Regions from separate parts of the Cricetulus griseus genome. Here region 2 is linked to region 1. The links are chromatin contacts, called in public Micro-C maps. All regions are on one chromosome and are shown on one strand. Each heading gives the region's core, a stretch centred on a gene start, on an enhancer-like site or on the middle of the called end of the contact. The rest is flanking DNA. Distances are from core to core; before and after follow the strand shown.

Region 1 (2,952 bases), core at 182-2,681:
TCTCTTCACCTACTGCACACCAGTGCCTTGTTACATGGGGACCACCTATGTCTAGCACTACCCCCAAGGCCCCTAACCTCCATCTCTAATCTGGGTTTACCTCCTTTAACAGTACTTACTCAAGTGGTCCCTCCCACAGCCCGGGCTGGAAAACTAGGGCCATTAGGAATACACCCTTCTGTCCTGGTACGCATTTCCTGACACCACTAACTCCGGCCTTACAGGACACCATGTCTGGGTTTATGTCTTATCTCATCATGGGGCCACCTGAAACTGAAGTGGGGCCACTACTCCAATGCCAGCCCACACCACAGAAGAATGTCCCCAAAAGCAAACAGCCCCTCAAAAGCAAAGCACCTTCATCTAGTGACAGGGACGGAAATCTCTGGCTTTAACATCACCACCTCTAGCCAGGAGGAAGCTCAATCACTGCTCCTGCAATGTCTGCTTGAGGAACTACCTCATGCACGGGACAGGGCTGGGGCAGGGGCTCCTGGCAGTCTAGAACTGGCTCAGGCCTAAGAGGAAGTCAGGAGTGCAGTTCCTGTACCCACCCCCGCCCCAACACTTCCTGCCCTGATCCTCCGTTCTAAGGGCAGGTAAAGAGACCTTGTGGGTCAGCATGGTTGCTTCAGAATGCCCTCAACCAGACACTGCACCCGCACCTGGCAGTGGTGCTAGGCTGTCCTCCTCTGGGCCCCACCTAGTCTGGGGAGGAGGGCTCACCTAGTGGGTGGCTTTCACTGGTACCCCTCAAGCTCACCCTCAGCATGCGCTGTACCCTACACCAAACCCCACAGCACTTGCCTTTTTGGGTTCCATAGAAACGATGTTGCCCATAGAGAACATTGCTGTTTCCATGGTGATCCAAGTGGCTCACGGGTAGGAAGGTAGATGCCAGACTCCCCGAAAATCTGGGGTACGCAGGAGCTAGGGAAGCAAAGCACTGGTTGCAGAGACAGCTCTCAGCTCCCTGGCCCTTACCACCCTGACCCCAAGGAGGCAAGAAGCAGGCAGCCCAGGAGCAACACCCCACAGAGCCTGCTCGCAGCCCGCCAGTGGGAAATCAACCCATCAATACATCATATTAACTCTGACTCGACTAATACCATCCCTCCAGTGCAGCACAAATTGAATTGCTGGTGGGTTAGGGGCTGGAGGGGGGGGGGCTGCCTTTGGTTCCCTCCCAGCAATGCTTGGTGTGATAGGAGCTTCCAGGCCAGGCAACAAAGGGGCTTGGAGAAGCGGCTTGAAAGGAGGGGTGCAGCATGGACTCTCCGTGAGTTCTCAGCCAAGGGAGAGCCAAACCAGACAGGGCCTCCAGCCTGCACCCTTCACAGGCACCAGAAAAGCAGATGGTCTTGGTAGAGTTGTGCAGTACCACAGCTGGTCTGGGTGACTCATACTCTAGGTAGCTGAAGCTGGGATGCAGCCGGTTCCCACTTGTTGGAAACCACGGGTCTCTCCCCTCAACTGGCCTCTCTACAGGAACACAGCATCTTATGCCGCTGGCCACAAAGTCCCTGACATGCCACACTGTGTACAAGGCCTCAGCCCTAACTGCTACCTGGCAACTGAGTCGTACTAAGCAGGCCCCTTGTCTGTCCCTCAGAGGCAGCCAAGGGTCTAAAGGGCTGTGCCTACATGACATAATAACACTAACCACAGCCTAGAGCTGATCCCACCCTGCTGACATTGGGCTCTTGTTACCCTTTTCCTTCTCCCCTGACTCCTGAGGTCCCAGTCTGCAAGAGCAAAGGCTGAGCCCTGACAGCAAGCCTTGGGAAGGGGCACAAAAGCTGTAGCACTGGGTGCTGGAGAGATGGCTCAGGGGTAAAGAACACTGGCTGTTCTTGCAGAGGACCAGGGCTCAATTCCCAGCACCAACAGAGTGGTTCACAACCATCCACAACTCCATTTCCAGGGAGCCCAACACCCACTTCTGATCTCAGAGGGTACCAGGCACACATGCAGGCAAAATACTCATACATGTAAAACAGAATCAGTACATCTAAGATATTTTTAAAAAGGAAAGAGCGGCAGGGTTGCACAGGCTTCTCTTGGGAAGCTCAGAGCTGGAGACTCAGAGTCACCAGCCCCTAGGGTTGTGGCTTCTTGGCTGGTTCCTCCCATCAGGCCTGACAGGAGCTTGGAGACCTGGACCTCCATCAAACCAGCCAAGGAGTCTTGGCTGCTGGTAGTTACTGACCCTACCACTGTTGTCACCAAGACAGCTGCTAAGATATGGGGAGGGGAACTTATGTCTTCTCCAGCTCAGGCAGCTAGCTTTCTCTGTTAAATGGGGTGAGGGATCTTTCAGGAGATTGGATCAGACTAAAGTTATCCATATGAGGGACTAGATTGTCAGTCAACTCAGTATGAATCTAAAGGCCAGCTGTGGGTGCACGGGGTTGGGGCGCCCCGGGGCCTCTGCGAGCATTAGGCAGAGCCTCCCTGGGGGTGAACTGGGAAACCTGAAGGACTGATCAACTCAGAGATGTTCTGCAGGCAGGCAGGCAGGCAGGCAGGCAGGCAGGCAGGCAGGCAGGCAGGCAGGCAGGCATTTCCCCACAGTATAGAACAAACTAGGTGGGCCTGGGTGGGGCTCTGTATGTCTGCTGCTCTGGACATATAACCATGGCCAGGCATCAGGGCTCTCACAGTGTCACAGTGAAGTCACTGACAAGGCTCGCAGCCCAGCTTCGCTCAGCCTTGCTTTACTTGGCTTCCCTGAATCTTTTGCCACAGAACTACCAGGCGGTTGAGGTGGGGACACCTTTGAACCTCTCGTGGCTATGGGTCAGGGAGAATGAGGTCAAACCCTAAAGAAGCAGATCCAGGGCCACATGCCTGTCCTGTCCCGTGTCTCCAAAAGCTGATTTGTCTGGATGCTAACACAGAGGAGGCCTCTGTGGCACGGGGCCAGGCAGCTCTCTGGAGCATTCTTGACAC
Region 2 (2,952 bases), core at 207-2,706, 280 kb before region 1:
TTAGTCACGGCATATACTTAATATGGATATGGGAGTGGTTCCCTTTCCTAATGACCCTTCACTATCAGGATTGTTTTTATAGTAAGAAGTGCAAAAAGCTGGGCGGTGGTGGTGGCGCACACCTTTAATCCCAGCACTCGGGAGGCAGAGGCAGGTGGATCTCTGAGTTCGACGCCAGCCCGGTCTCCAGAGGGAGTGCCAGGCCAGCCAGGGCTGTTACAGAGAAACCCTGTCTGTCTAGAAACAGGAAGGAAGGAAGGAAGGAAGGAAGGAAGGAAGGAAGGAAGGAAGGGGCAAAACCGAGAGGATGCTAGATGGGAGCGAGTAGAACACTCGGGGTACTCGGGGTGTGTGTGTGTGTGCGCGCGCACAAGTCTGGTGACAGGCGTCGGGCAGTAAGGAAGGAGAAGGGTGCACACAACTGCAACCACAGCACTCGGCAGGCTGGGGCAGAGCTTGGAAAGCATCCATCGCTTCAAGTTCGAGGCCAGTAGGAGTTGCAAGCAAGTCGGGGCAAGAGAGACCCAAACCCAAAAGGAGACGGGGAGTAACGATTACTCTGGACTAAGTCGCGATTAAGATGTGAGTCTCGTACGTGACCTAAAGGCTGGTTTCACAGACGCCAAACTTTCCATTGTTCAGCCCAAACCAACACACAGCCGCCGTTTCCACGCGCAGTCAACCCAGTCTGGCGAGGGGCTTTCTCCATTGCCGCGGACGGAGCCTCGGACCGCTCCGCGCCGGGAAACGTGCCCGCGGCCTGCGGGGACGCCCACTGGCGGGCGACAAGGGACCCCGCGCCCGGGCAGGAGCCGCACGGGCCGCACGCAGACAGGAAATTGCGCCACCTGGCTCTGGCTTCCGGGCGGCGTCGCGGGGGCGGGGCCAGTACGGAAACGCGGTCCAGTCAGAATGCAACACGAGGGGCTTCGGGGGCGCAGGCGCAGCTCCACCCAGGGGCCCGGGACTCCGCCCCCTGCCACGTTCGACGAAGAACCGCGCAGGGTGCGCGCATCTCTCGGCCAATCAGGAGCCGCCGGGCCGGGCCGTGGCCAGCGGCGGCCCCTCCGGGCGTGGGGAAGGCGTGGGAAAAGTCGCCAGTCACAAGTCCAGAAAGAGAAAGTTCGCCTCGGCCAGCCAATCAGAGGCTGGGGAACGCGGCGTGTGAGCGCGCGCGCGCGCGCTGCGGGCCAATCCCGGGCGAGGACGGCAGGGCCTCCGGGTCCTTCCGGGCTCCGCGGCCCGCCTCGAGTGGGTGTCCAGTCCTCGCGCGGAGAGGGTGGGCCTCTCAGCGCCTCGGCCAATCAGACGGCGGGGCGGCGCGCGTGCGCGCGGCGGCTGGCGCGCGCGGCGAGGGGGCGGTGTGGGCGCGTCCCCGGCCCAGGATTTATAAAGGCGAGGTCCGGACCCAGGCGCGCTCTCGTCGCCTTGGCTGTCCCGGCGGCGCCAACCCAACCGCCCCGCCCGCTGCCGACGTCCGACATGCTGAGCCGTTCCCTGCTGTGCCTGGCCCTGGCCTGGGTGGCCAGGGTGGGCGCCGACGCCCCGGAGGAGGAGGACAACGTCCTGGTGCTGAAGAAGAGCAACTTCAAGGAGGCGCTGGCGGCACACAACTACCTGCTGGTGGAGTTCTGTGAGTGAGCCGCGGGCCGGGGCGGGCAGGGCCCCGGGCCCCGACCGCAGCTCAGGCCGCCCTCCGCGGCGCCCAGCGCTGCCCTGTGCGCCCGGCCGCTCTCGGTGCAGTGGCCCGGAGATCCCGGCTTGCCCCGCGGAGCTCAGGCTGGCGGGTCCCCGGCTGCTGCTCTCCGGGAGCACCCTCTGTCAGCTTGGCTTCTTGTAGCCGCCCAGAGAGCATCCTTCTACCTAAAGTGGAAATCGCTGTGTCCAGGGCTCCTGGAGGATGACTGAGAGGCCGAGAGGCAGGAAGGTGTCTTTATGCCCGACGTCCACATGGCCCGATCCTTGTTAGCTGGGAAAAAACAGGATGGGCTGTGTGTGCAGTAGCAATTCCGATAGAACAGGTCCAGCCCCATTAACTGTGCCCACCCTGCGTGTAACCTGCCTCATCCTCCTCACTGGGAAGCAGGCCAGGTCCTAAGCCTTACTTCTGTTTACAAGTATGTGAACTCCAGCACAGCTGCCAAGCTGCCTTGACAGATTGTCACATTTTCACACCAGAAAGAGTAGCTTCGGATAGGCATCTGGGCTCGTTCTTGCTAGGTATAGTGCTGAGCCAGCAACCTTTTAACCTTCCCTGGATTCTTAATGGGAAATCTTAGGGATACATTGACCCTGATTGCTGGGGGCAGTGGGAGGTTACAAGTCAGGACTGTTTTGCTGTGTTGGTGGTCACAGGGCAAAGTAGGGTTGGAGTTGGTTTGTCACTCGTGGCCTCTGTCCTGATCTGATATTGCCCAAGAGCACCAGCTATCAGCTCGGTCTCAGGTATTCGTTAAGAGGGGTTATCTTGGTGTGCTGATAAGGTTTTTATGAAAGGAAGTACAAAGTAGAAAGGGAAGCCATAGACCTGGGTCAAGGACTGTCTTCCAGTGTCCTGCTTTCTTTTTCAGATGCCCCATGGTGTGGCCACTGCAAAGCTCTGGCCCCCGAATATGCCAAAGCTGCTGCAAAGCTGAAGGCCGAAGGCTCTGAGATTCGACTGGCCAAGGTGGACGCCACCGAAGAGTCTGACCTGGCTCAGCAGTATGGCGTCCGTGGCTACCCTACAATCAAGTTCTTCAAGAATGGAGACACAGAGTCCCCTAAGGAGTATACAGGTGTGACCCTAGCTCTGCCCTTTAACGATTGTGTGGGCTTTGGTAGCTAAGCAGATGTGTGTCTGAGAGGTAGGGCACCTTTGAGAGGCTTCCAGAGGACCCTGGTGGCAGATGGGCTCCACACCAACTCTTGCATCTGGGGACCATGGAAAGAAAGTTCCCTTTTTGGAGTACC

What was found. Hi-C and Micro-C count contacts between places; a contact is called where the count stands out from the background.
Region 2: a contact with region 1 is called in a Micro-C map of the CHO-K1 cell line, with 3 times the contacts expected there. The contact joins the promoter of P4hb here to the enhancer-like site in region 1. A contact is called at or near these places in 2 of 8 Hi-C or Micro-C datasets (both in the CHO-K1 cell line).

Annotation. Positions count from the first base shown.
Region 1 is chr7:132,775,365-132,778,316 of CriGri-PICRH-1.0, reverse strand. It overlaps Bahcc1 (BAH and coiled-coil domain-containing protein 1), which reads right to left. Exons shown (of 29, transcript XR_004770886.1): 4 at 808-930. Among named protein-coding and RNA genes, the nearest start is that of Bahcc1, 35 kb to the right of the region's middle. Within about 2 kb of position 1,431, at least 2 of the 6 cell types and tissues checked have open chromatin away from gene starts, as enhancers often do. A contact at or near this core is called in the CHO-K1 cell line, where this site is marked.
Region 2 is chr7:133,060,373-133,063,324 of CriGri-PICRH-1.0, reverse strand. It overlaps P4hb (prolyl 4-hydroxylase subunit beta), which reads left to right and starts at 1,456. Exons shown (of 11, transcript NM_001246693.2): 1 at 1,456-1,633; 2 at 2,571-2,777. The coding sequence starts at 1,483.